2 separate regions of the Zea mays genome follow, and region 1 is linked to region 2. A link is a contact called in public Hi-C data. All regions are on one chromosome and are shown on one strand. Each heading gives the region's core, a stretch centred on a gene start, on an enhancer-like site or on the middle of the called end of the contact. The rest is flanking DNA. Distances are from core to core; before and after follow the strand shown. Region 1 has its middle 91 kb from the start of LOC103641383. Region 2 holds the start of LOC103641379.

The links. A called contact is a pair of places that touch in the nucleus more often than the background predicts.
Region 1: a contact with region 2 is called in a Hi-C map of leaf, with 2.7 times the contacts expected there. The contact joins the enhancer-like site here to the promoter of LOC103641379 in region 2. A contact is called at or near these places in 9 of 25 Hi-C or Micro-C datasets (ear, endosperm, leaf and 3 more).

Annotation. Positions count from the first base shown.
Region 1 is chr10:91,533,394-91,539,781 of Zm-B73-REFERENCE-NAM-5.0, reverse strand. No RefSeq gene overlaps it. Among protein-coding and RNA genes, the nearest start is that of LOC103641383, 91 kb to the left of the region's middle. Within about 2 kb of position 5,126, at least 16 of the 20 cell types and tissues checked have an H3K27ac peak or open chromatin away from gene starts, as enhancers often do. A contact at or near this core is called in ear, leaf, seedling and 1 more, where this site is marked.
Region 2 is chr10:91,366,358-91,372,603 of Zm-B73-REFERENCE-NAM-5.0, reverse strand. LOC103641379 reads left to right here and starts at 1,425. Exons shown (of 8, transcript XM_008664734.2): 1 at 1,425-1,951; 2 at 2,040-2,732; 3 at 3,414-5,629; 4 at 5,709-5,978; 5 at 6,052-6,132. The coding sequence starts at 1,879.

The sequences.
Region 1 (6,388 bases), core at 3,877-6,376, 160 kb before region 2:
TTTGGCCATCGACCCTCGGTAACCTCCAGCATTCGCGCCGAAGACTCCCGGAGCTCGGGCGAAGACATCCTTCCCCCGGGGGCCGCGCATGTACTCATCAACTCCACAGCAAAATTATCAGACACCCCCATTCCCCCCACCGTAGTACCTAATTTCCTCCTCTTAGCGGCCGGGGCAGCATCCTGCGAAGGCCCTTCCTCGGTCCCACCCATCGGTTTCTTCCCACGGCGGTCGGCGGCGTCTTCCCCGGGATAACCACCGTACGGCAACCGGTTCAATTCGAAGACCCGATTCAACCTATCATTGGACCCACGGATATCCCAGCTCCGCAGACCCTCTGTCTTCGGCACGTAGCGGCCCACGATCCTCACCGCACCGTCTTTAGCTTCACGCACGAGTGCGGCGGGATCTCGGCCACACAAATCTAGCGCGAAGGCAGGACTTCGCACCAGTTGCCCGCCCCGGGAGGGCATCTCGCGAGGGCATACTTCGCCCAGCGCCCAGCCATGCGCCAAGGGCCATACCCCATACCCGATAAATTCCTCAACAAGATCGCGCCCACTACTCATGCGGGCAGCGCACAGAAGGGCTCCTTCGTCTTCATCATCCTCCGCTACCTCAAACTGCGGGTACGCTATGTAATAATGCGAGCACATGACGGCCACGGGGAGCCCTGGGTGGTCTTCGACTGTGCCTTCGGAAACGTAAAACCAGAATTCCCACCAGTTGCCCCATTTATTGCGGGCGCAGGGAACCAACTCCATGACTTCCATCGAAGTCTTGCCGGTCTTCGGCGTAAATGGGCACGATCCAAATTGTGCATCTCATGTCCAATTTTCCTCTTTTGCCAATGCAGACAATAATGTTTTGCGAAGACTTCAACAGAGGGCTGACCGCCATACGAAGTCGTCGCCCAGACATACTTCGCCAGGGCCACCACGGCATTTGGCGTCAGCTGGTGGACCTGGACCTCGAATCTCCGCAGGACCTCCGCCATGAATCGATGCGCAGGCAGACGAAGGCTAGCGGCGAAAAAAGCCTCAAAAATGACCAACTCCCTTCTGGCTCGGGGACCTCCTCCGCTCCCGGGACACGCCCCACTCCGCTGCCAAAATATCCAAGTTGTTGCATATCTTGCACGCGGACCGAGGACATCCGCGAGACGCCAAACTCCACGGTATCACCAGGACGCAACTCCTCCGCTGCCACGTTGCTCAGTGTATCCTCGGACGATGCGCCGACCGGCGGTGTATCAGCAGCAGAAGAGGAAGAGGACGGCATGGCTACGTACCGTCGGCGGCGGCGGGCGGTCTGCTTCACGCGGGCCAGATCTCCGATGAGCAGGAGCAAGGAGGGCAGGTGAGCGATCAAACGGTTTCAAGAGGAGGCTAGGGTTTTGCGGCGCGCAAAAAGAGTACCTGACCCACGCCACCCCGCCCCCTTTTTATATATAGGACGCGACGCTTCGGGAAACCCGCAGTCCAACAGTGCCGTGTCCGTCAACGGTCACATCAAAAACCCCCGCGGAACCACTTTGAGCGAGAGCAGCGTCTCCATCATCTAGCGACGTCTTCGGCACCAGATGACTTAGTCGAACTGGTCCCTCGGAGGGCAAATGTTGGGGCGAAGGCAAAGACGCTACCCTTCGCTCGATGCCTTCACCGATCTCGCCGCACCAACGGAGGCGAAACGACCAGCATTTTCCACCCTTCGTCCAACACGCCGCAAGACGAAGGCCTATGACGAGGTCGCCCCATCTCGCATCCTCGTCCAACACGAAGGCCCACGTGGAATTCGGCCCATTGTAACAGGCCCCACGTGGCTGAGTGTATTACGGGCCCGATTTGTAGAGGTTTTTTTCCTGTAATGACAGTATGTAACCCTGCTTTATGGGAATATTCCGGGGATGACCTAGGCGCCTGAGGGCACATGCGTCCTTAATCCAAGACACTGGGTACTCAGGCACCTATAAATACCCCCGCACAGTGCCCTTGAGAGGCTAGATTTACAGAGCAATTGCCTTCGTGAGCTAAAACCTTGTTTGCATTACTTTCACTCCCCCGTTGGATCATCTTGCTCGGGAGAGCAAGTTCCAACAGAGGTCTCGTTGGAGTCGAGGGCACGACCACAGCAAGGCCACCAGGGTATTGGGGAAGAACTCGGGCGCACTAAGTGATGAGGACATCCTCCACTATTACCCGTTGGCAAAGACGCAATTGGCCCAGTTGGCCCAATTGTAGTCGGACGGCGACCGTGTGAGCCTCAGAATTATCCCACCTCGCTTAACTTGGGAGGAGGAAGCCACTTTAAAAGGGAGAGCCACCCTTCCCCCATTGGACTAGTCTTTTGGGGCAATTGGGCCTTTCCTTGAGTTGGGTGTGCTTAATGAACTGTTGGGCTCCAGGCAACCCTAATTTGTTGGGCCTCGGCCAACCCCACCTGGGCTGGGTGTATCATCTGGTATCAGAGCTAGGGCCCATTTTAAGAAGGTGGGAATGATGAGGACATCCTCCACTATTACCCATTGGCAAAGACGCAATTGGCCCGGTTGGCCCAATTGTAGTCGGACGGCGACCGTGTGAGCCTCAGATTTATCCCACCTTGCTTAACTTGGGAGGAGGAAGCCACTTTAAAAGGGAGAGCCACCCTTCCCCTATTGGACTAGTCTTTTGGGGCGATTGGGCCTTTCCTTGAGTTGGGTGTGCTTAATGAACTGTTGGGCTCCGGGCAACCCTAATTTGTTGGGCCTCGGCCAACCCCACCTAGGCTGGGTGTATCGCTAAGGGCGACATGGTGGACTCAGCCGTGGGCACGACACCGGCGCAGCGGCATAGACCACGACGGAGCGGCTCAACGGCGGTGTAAACTCGCTCCGGCGAGCAACTACGAGGACACTAGGGTAGTAACTGGGCAAATAAGGGCATGGAAGGATGGCTCACCTTGAGTACAGACTCAGGAGCGCTTGATCAATGGTGGGGATGCAGGGAGACCTCGGGTCGACAACGGAGGGGCTTCGACTACACGGAGAGGACGCCAGTGAGCGCGGACCGGGCGAACAAGAAGGGTTGGGGGAAAAGCGAGGGGTGTCCCGAGCTACTGACGAAGAGGAGGAGCTCACCAAGGCAGCGAGCGCGACAGAGACTATGACAGCCGCAGAATGAGCGGTGAACCACGGCGAGCGGCGACGGAACTCTCTGGCCGTGCGCGCGGTGTGAGGAGAGTGCTGAGGATTGCGAGTGCTCGAGTGAAGGAAGAGGAGGGCGATCAGGTGCTGGACAACTAGGAAAAGGCCGAGGTAGGGACGGGCGCGGCCTCAGCATGTGTTGTGAGCGCGGAGTCCATGATGACATGCGGGTCGTGCGCGGGCGGTTCGGAGTGGAAGGGTCCGACAGACTTGACCCACCGGTCAGCGAGAGCGGGCGAGCGAACGGGCGGCCGGGCTGACGAGCGGGACCCGTGGGACAGCGAAAGAAGATGCGTGTGCGTGGAGGAGATCGGCGCCGACAAGTCGGACCCACTGGGCAGCAAGAGGGAGAGGGGAAGAGTGAGCGGGCGCGAGAGGGCGCCAACAGGCGAGGGTCACCTGCCAGGGAGGGCTGGTGCACGGGCGCGGGCGCGGGCGCGCGCGGCTGGGCTGGCTTGGGCTAGCTGGGCCAAAATGGGATTTTCTATTTTCCTAGAATTTCCAAATGCTTTCTATTTTATTTACTCTAGGGTTTTCTAACCAAATTCAAATGAAATACAAATTCAAACAATTTGAAACATGTGCATCAAACAAAAGAATAATTTAGGCTCAGCATGATGCAACATTTCTTGACTCACATTGTTTTGACAAAATAAATAATTTATCCCTCTCCTAATTAACTTAATTCTAATCAAAGGAAAGAGTGAGAGAGACTAAAGAGAAATAGACAAGAGGTAACACATGAATTTGGTAGATATTTAGAAAGAAATTTTATACCCTCAAATTCAGGGTGTTACAGACGCCAACGCCGGAACTGGCGCCGTAACGTTCAGCGTCATCATGAGGCCGGAGAATGGGACCCCACGCAACCTGTATCCCGAGACCAGGCATCTGAAGCAAGAGATACTTCTCACGACAGGGCGCTCCACGAGCGCCGCAATTCCTAATGCCGCGATCGTCGCCACACCTAGGATCGAGAGCGGGAAAGAGTGGAGCGCAACGCCAGGCACCAACACGCGAACCCGTCCCTTCCCTGAAACCTACTGATCGACTTCACCCGAGCCCTGAACACACCGAGTGAAGTCAGTGGTGCTCTGGCTCAAATCGCCAATGGCCTACCCCATACCCCAGACACGGAGGGCTACCAGTAGATCCTCACCCAGGCGGTGAACCATCTTCTTCCCCTCACTCATCCGGCTCAGGACATGTGCTACGTCATCAACAGTCGGTGAGACGCGGGGAGCAACATCAATGCTTCATGCGATCACTGGCACAAAAGTGAGATGAGGTGATGGGAAGAGTATGACCGAGATCATGGTACACTAGCACGGAGCCGCGTAACCTAGACAGAGTCGGCGGCAACCTCTACAAACAGCCCAACACTCAGCCAATTGGCTCGGGAGAGGCTGCATGACCCTCGGCATCAGTCTCCTCCTAGGGATCGCCACCGAGACCGCGCTCGAGAAGACTGATGGGAGGCTCGAGGGACATGTGGAGTCTCTGCCCTTTTGTAATATCCATAGTCTAGATTTATGGAAGAAAGGATGAGTAATCATACACTATGAAGATATCACTATTTGTTTGATCATTTAGCATATATATAGATCATCATATCTAAGGTATTAAACTGAATAAATATGCATCCCATGCTGAAGTCTTGTATTGTTGCATTTGTATTTAAATTTGTATTACAAATTTGAGTTTGAAAATTGAAATGGAATAAAACATAAAAAAAGAAAAGAAAAAAGGAACAAAACAAAAGAAAAAGAAAAGGAAAGAATTGCTCTGCACCTGGGCTAAAACCCCTCCTTAACAGCCCACCTTTACGTCTCCTCAGCCTAGTAAAACCCCCATCCCAATTCCTCTCCTAGGCCTCACCTCCCTTGCACGCTGATGGGTGGGACGTGCGCCATCGCGACTCAGCCGAGCATGCCTGGTCCCACTAACCACTAGGGTCACGCATGCCAGCCCCTGCTTCCCCGGAGCCGCTCGCACATATTCCTGGACACTGTCGAGTGGGCCCACATTGTTAGCGCATCTTCCACCTTGTAACAGAATGCTTCGGTGCAATTGAGCGCGCGATGTAACCATCTCGCCAGGGAGTATCCAGCTCGCACAATCGACTCGAAAATCTCGCACCCCTCCCCCTTGCCATGGCTATAAGTCTCGGCTCGTGCCCCTCCGTTCCCGAACAACCGAGCCACCGACCGTGAGGAAGAAGAGGGAGTCAGTGGCGTCCGCTGCTAGCACAAATCGACCGCGATCGCACCGGACCCTATTAGGCGGTCGGGGAGATTCACCAGAACCTAGGGGTCATGGCCGTGAACCATCGAGACGGGGAACCAAGCTTGGATCGAGCAATTGTTCGTTGTTGTTGCACTCCGCCGTCGAGCCGCATCTCCGTCGTGGTCAGGGGTCTACACAGCATAAACACGGGTGAGAAACCTCTAGACCGACTCGCTTTCCTCCCAGCATCGTGTAGCATCGGTCTAGGTGGGATGTCGCATACCTACGCGGAGAATCACTTTGCGGTGGCAAGAACCCACTGGGATTCTAGGCGGCTCTGTCGTTCTTGGTTCGGGGTAGATGAAGCTAACCCTAGACATTGATCGCTTGATCAACGATCAGATTAGAATGGGCATACCCTCCTGCTTTATTAAATCCCAGCCGTTGATCCGCTCGCATCTGGCCAGGATCGTTCGGAGGCAGTGGGCGATTATCAACCGTAGATACCTCATACAACAATCATCGTGCGAAACGGTTTATTGTGTAAGATGGAGCTATTCTGGGCGGTTGATGGTAGATCAAACAGCCTAGATCACACTAAAAGGGAAATGAGCTTAATCATTTTTTATAATCGATTTTGGTGGTTGACGCTCATCACAAACCATGTGAACTAACTAGTTTTAACTAGATGTCATTTATCTTAGGTGCATAAGGTTCAACACAAACCAAGAAAGAAATTAAGTTGGGGACTTAACAATATTTGGAGCAAGACTTGAGAGTCTGCTGCCAAGTGGCGCACCAGACAGTGTCTGGTGCACCAGGCCGAGCACCAAGCGAACATGCCACTCTCGGGTTTTCTCAGGGCGCGCTCTGCTATAATTCACCGGACTGTCCGGTGTGCACAGGACATGTCTGGTGAGCCAATGGAGCAACGGTAACCTGGTGCCAACGGTCATCTGTCTAAAGTGGACAATGGTG
Region 2 (6,246 bases), core at 176-2,675:
AGCTCTTCTTCAGAGCGGGGTGTCGTCTTGCTGGGTCGCTCGACGGGCAGGTTGGTCGGCAGCCTCACTTCGCTGGGTTGCTCGGTGGGTAGGTTGGTCGGCATCCATGCCTCGCTGGGTTGGTCGGCAGCCTCGCCTCGCTGGGTTGCTCGGCAGGCAGGCTGCTCGGCAGCCCCGCCTTGCTGAGTTGCTCGACAGATATTTGTTCGGCGGGCGGGTCGACTTGGCTTGGCGGGCTGTCCCCAGGTGGCCTTTTGTACCTTCCTGCCAAGCTGCCTGACAGGTGGGCCGTCTTTGGGAGGTCCCCAGGCCTCTTTGGGTACCCTGTTCGCAGGTACCCAACAACAACTCTGGGAGAGATCGAGAAAGACAAGATCATGGTCGTCAAATCTTACAATAAGAAGGTCAAGACTAAGTCATTCCAAATAGGAGACCTGATATAGAATACCATGTTGGCACTAAGGAGCAGAGACCAAAAATTCGGGAAATGGTCGCCAATCTGGGACGGTCTTTACAAGATCACACAGGTAATAACTGGTAACGCCTACATATTGCAAACATTGCAAAGTGAATACTTGCCAAGGTGTTGAACGATCGTTTCCTGAAGCAATATCACCCTAATATGTGACAAGATGCTTAAGAAAACTGATATGTTCACATCGAGTTGATTCCAACCTGCACCAGTGCTTTTGGTTTGCTCAGCTTCTCCGAAAGGATTATCCAAAAGGCAAGGGGCATGTGTTGAGCACCATTTGTGACACTTGGCACGATCGGACGGTCCGGCCCGCGAACGGTCTTCCCTTAGACGCAGACGATCTGCGATTAGATCGGATCAAGCGCAACTAATTCATTTTCCGCGCGTGTTTATCCCTATATATCCGCGGTTGCTGTTGGGAGACGCCTAGGAACGGGTCTAGACCCCCTTATAAGTCTAGACCCCCTTATATATTATTAAGGGGTACAATCGAATGTAAACATCAACAATCGAATTACAGTTAATATATCTTCCGTTCTTTACCTTTTTACCTAAGAGTAGACAATAATGTAGCTTTCTCCCCCTAATCTTCACCTCTCTCCGGTTCTACGTTGTATAGAAGCGTCTTAGGTGGCCTGCCAATATCAAGATAAACCTAGGATCTCTCCTCCCGATGTGTTCCTCCTGGAAGCGAGATCCAGATATTGTTGACAAATACCGTCATCCTTGTGTACGTGCGGACCGTTCGGTCTCCAGGCATGAGCCGTCTGGCTCGTCAGCAGGGAACTCTCACCTCTGTGCCAGGCCACGGACCGTCCGGTACTCGGCTGCGGACTGTCTAGGCTGCTGTAGAGAGCACCACCACGGGTATATATTGCAGTGATCGACGGTTAGATGGGCGCCAACAAGATTATATATCTTGATCATCCATGCGACTTTCTTTTGAATGTAGAAATCGAGCCGTTCAGGAATTCAGGGTTTTCCCCTGCCCTCCGGTCCCCGCGCGTACTCCCCGCTCCGTGCTCCGCAACTCCCTCTTTTCCCGCCGCCACGACTCGCCGTGCGCGCCGCATCGCCGCCGCGGAACTCGCGCACAACAGACCAGATATTTTCCCGGCCGTGCGCACCTCTCGTCGAGAGGCGTCGCTCTCTTCCTCCTCTACTTCGTCGCCCTTTACTGTTTCGGAGCCGGGGCGGGTTGTCCTAGGAGTCGGTTTCGTTCCAAGATTTCCCTTCTCCTTCCGTTCAATTCGTTTTGGGTTTGTGCCGTGCGCTGCGCCCAATCTCTACGGGCCAAGGCATCCGTGGTCCGATTGGGTCAGTCTTCGTCTTTCTCCGAGTATCTATGGGGGTTCGGTCGAATCCCCGTCCGCAACACTAAGCCCTGTCCTACCCGTGATGCGATGCGCGGCGAGGCCGGCAATGACTGTGGTGGCGGGGATACCCAAGTCCTGGACGGCGGGACACCTCCGTTAGGTGAGCGCACCTTGTTTATTGGTTGTGGTTCTGTGGGCGATTGGTGTGAAGGCGCTATTTTTTTTGTGGATGTGCATTGCGTCATCAGGTTCTCCTCCGAGTGATGGCGATGAGACACAACGCGAGGCGGATGATTGGGCCCTGTACGACGAAACACAGCCTCTGGATGATGCTGAGACCCAGTTAATAGACGAGGTGGAGGAGGGTGTGGCTGGCGATTGGACGGAGACACAGTTGATGGATAGTGGCAACGAGGATGGTGGCTGTGGCGATGAGGATCATGGCAATGACGGTGACCCAGTGAAGACGAAGCAGGTGGAAGATGAAGAAGGAGGCGACGTTGGTGGTGGCGTGGATGATAATGCCAACAAATGGACCAAGACCCAGTTGGATGAAAAATGTGAGGTGGATGGAGTGAACAACATTGTTGGAGACATGGTTGAGACCCAGTTGGTTGAGGAACCTGAGGAGGATGCCGACAAGGATGGATTAAATGGTCATGGTGAACATGATCTTGGTGAGTGGGGGAAGACCCAGTTGGTTGAAGACTCTGACGAAGATATAGGTGACTATGAGTTGAGTGATGGCACCGTTGTCCTAAGTGACAATGAGAGCCTCTCAGGGGATGAGAGGGTTGTGAAGTCAGGAATGGATAAAAGGGATGTGAAGTTCGGAATGGAAGGAAGAATCGAGGGGTTAACTGGAGAGATAAGGAAGCATGATGATAATAATTTGGTGGATTCTGATGCATCGACGGACGAGGAGGGTGACACAGATTCAGGTTAGTTACCAGCTACTGAATCTGTTGTTATTGCTATCTTTGTCACATAGAAATTCATTACGATCATTCTATAAAATTTACAATGTAAAATTCTTATAGAAGTGCCTGTAATTTAATCAGTTTTGAGTTTGAGGGAGGCCTAAAGATCAAAGTATTCCAGAGACCACTTGTTTTGTTCCTTATGTTAAAGGTAGAACTTCACTTTTAGAGTTTTGTAAAGTGTTCTGGAGCTCTGGTTTGAACATAATGAAGAATTGCACCTGATTTTCTTTTATATATACTACACTTATTTCTAAGAAATGCTTAGTTTATTAGATTTAATTTTTTTTGGTCTTCTTAGTGAAACTTAATATTAGAGTGAACACACTAACCAGTCCAACCCAAAAGCTTAAACTAATAGAAGGAGGTGGATAATTCACTTGTATTATATTCCAACACCCCCCTCACGTTGAGCCTCTCTTGGGTCTCAGACGTGGAATAAGTGCGAGCAACAATTATTTTATTTAATTGTGCTAGCCAGGATTCGAACTCGTGAGCTTTGGCTCTGATATCATATTAGAGTGAAGGCACTAACCAGTCCAACCCAAAATATTTAGCTGAAAGGAGGAGGTGGACAATTCACTTGTATTATATTCCAACACTTAATTTTTTTTCTAATGCCAACATATGTGCAACATCTAGGTCACCTTCATATGAAAGTACCTTTTGTTCGTGTTGCATCAGTACTGACATGTGGAATTTCTGAACCTCGGGACACTATGTCTGTGAACTGTATGAAGCAAGGGAAACAAATGGCCTCTGATGCAATACACCCCATGCCGAAAGTTGTAGATCAATCTACTAAATGTAGCACATCCTTTGGTGAGGTTGATAATGACTCTCATGGTTATGTACAGAACCATGATAAAGGTGGAGCTAAAAGCAGAGACAAGTGCTCAACGGCAAAAAAGCTTTTTGCTGACACAACAGCTGAGGATGGAGAAAAGAACAGCAGATGTCTTGCTGGATTAAGCTACGCTGGATCACAAGAGCCTGGTGATCTGTCACAAGCAAATGCTTTTGATGTTGTGGACAGGTTGATTTCAATAAATTGTGGATTATCATCTCAAGAAACCATCCCAAATAAATTGGAAATAGCAAAGCCACATGCTTCAAGTAAGAGGGGTACTTTAATGTTGGCTGAGAAGGTTGACCTTGGTAGAAGTTCAAATGGGAAGGCCGAAATATTTGAATTTGTGGATAACCTTGAAGATGAGGGAGGAGGTGACTTTTTCAGTAAAAACAGAGACATCTTGTTGCCAAAACCAATTGGTAGAGGTGAACCAAAGAGTCATTATACCAGAGCAAAGAAACCTTCCACAAAAAAATCATGTGGAGAAAATAAAATAGGGGAAGCCATGAACAAAAGAAATTCCAAACTACCTGGGAGGTTGGAAACTATTCCTTTATCACATTCAAGACTATTCAAAAGTGACGTAAAGAGTAAGCAGGCTTATGGAAGCAGGACTAAGAAAAACCTTTTGAAGGACTTAGATAACCTATCAAATGCCAAATCGTTGGAAGAACAGGAAAGGGCTGATGTAGCTTTGAATGATGTTGGTCCAGATACTCAAATGGCTGTTGAAGCTATGGAGGCCCTGGTACAATGTTCACCTGCTAAAAGTTTATCTGCTGAAGATCAACCTCTGCTCAATAGAGATACGATGGCTGAGAAGTCTGGAATAGCTAAAAGTCATTTGAAGAATGGTTCTCAGAGAACTAGCAACATCCAGGAAGGTGTCACAACACGTTCTAAGAGAAGAAAAGTACCTGACTTCAGTACCAAGCCTCAGAAAGAAAGACTAAGAGGATCAAAGGTGCAAGAAAGTTCTGAGCCTATAGTAAAAGTGAAGCATAAGCAAACAAAGTCTGTACCTGAGAAAAGCAAAGTTTCAAAGGAATTTATTGATGAAAATAAGTACCACGGGACACCTATTGCTCACCGAACTAGGCATTGTGGTAGGAATGACCCTTCTGCATTTATCGAGTTCTCTAATAAACACTTGAGGAGAGGCAAGAAATTGACCGGTGACAGCTCCACTATTCAGCAAGTGCAAAATAACCGAATTGCAATTGAATCTGGTTTGAGTTATTTTGAAAAAGAAAGCACAGAGCAGATTTGTACAAATAATGATCAAGATCTTCAGCAATCTAAGGATGGAAGCACTCAACGGACCAGTGTAAATAATGCTCAAAACCTTGAAACACACAGAGTTGAACCAACAACTGATGTTACCTGCAGAGATATCCCATTGCATCCCAAACGGCGAAGAACGCCTACAAAATTGATACTGTCAACTTCTGCAGCAGCTGCAAATCATGAAATACCATCAGAAGTGGCAAGACCATACAAGAAAAGGCGGATTTTTGTAAGAAGTGTTTCTGACCTGCTAAAGTATGCAAAGAGGGAACCTTCCCATGGGAGATCAGCTTCTATGCTGTCCAGCATATTAGAGAAGTCATTAGCTGCTTCTCCTGTACTTAATTTTTCTGTATGTGGTGACAGCAAAACTTCTTCTGATGTCATTAGCTCTGCACAGAGACCGAAGGAATCCTCCCATGACGAGGATACAAGTAAATCACCAGAAAACAATCCTCAAGTTCCAAATCGTTCCATGAAAACACCGTCAAAAGTGGTTAATGAATTGTCACCCACTTTTAGTCCTGCGAATCCATCAAAAGGCTCAAGTAGAAACTTGTCAAAAGCTTCTGTTGCGAGAGAATTGCTGAAGCTAGATCCTGAAAATGTACTACCAAATCAGCAGAGAAAAGATTCTAGAAGAAGGAAGGATATGGCCCATGTCAGTATTCTATTAAGCCATCATTTGGATGATGATGTTGTCAAGCGTCAGAAGAAGGTAACTATATTATTTCTATATATATTCTTGTTAGTAATCATCACTTTGAATGAGACATTCATGATGACCTATGTTGTAGATCTTGGCACGCTTACGAGGTTCTGAAGCATTTTCAATGGCCGATGCAACACACTTTGTTGCAGATAGATTCTGCCGCACAAAGAACATGCTAGAAGCAATAACTATTGGCAAGCCAATAGTTACATCGATGTGGCTTGAAAATTGTGGAGAAGCAGGTTGTTTTATTGATGAGAGGAAGTATATTCTGAGGGATGAAAAGAAGGAAAAAGAGATAGGTTTCAGCATGCCTATATCACTGGCCTCAGCTTGCAATCATCCTCTTCTGCTGGTATTGTGAATTTTGTAATGCTATTTCATCTATGCCTATCCTCGATTCGTTTTTACTGAAAATTTATTTACAGGGAAAACGAGTTTTTGTAACATCAAATGTGAAACCAAGTCAAGCAGTGGTGACTAGCTTGGTCAAAGCATCATCGGGGCAGGTCAGCCGTATTTTATTTCCCAAAAATATTTTAAACTTTTGTTTGTGTTTGAAATTTGAACTACATGCTAACAATGACTGGATTAGTTATATAATAATAATTGTTTTGTAGGAA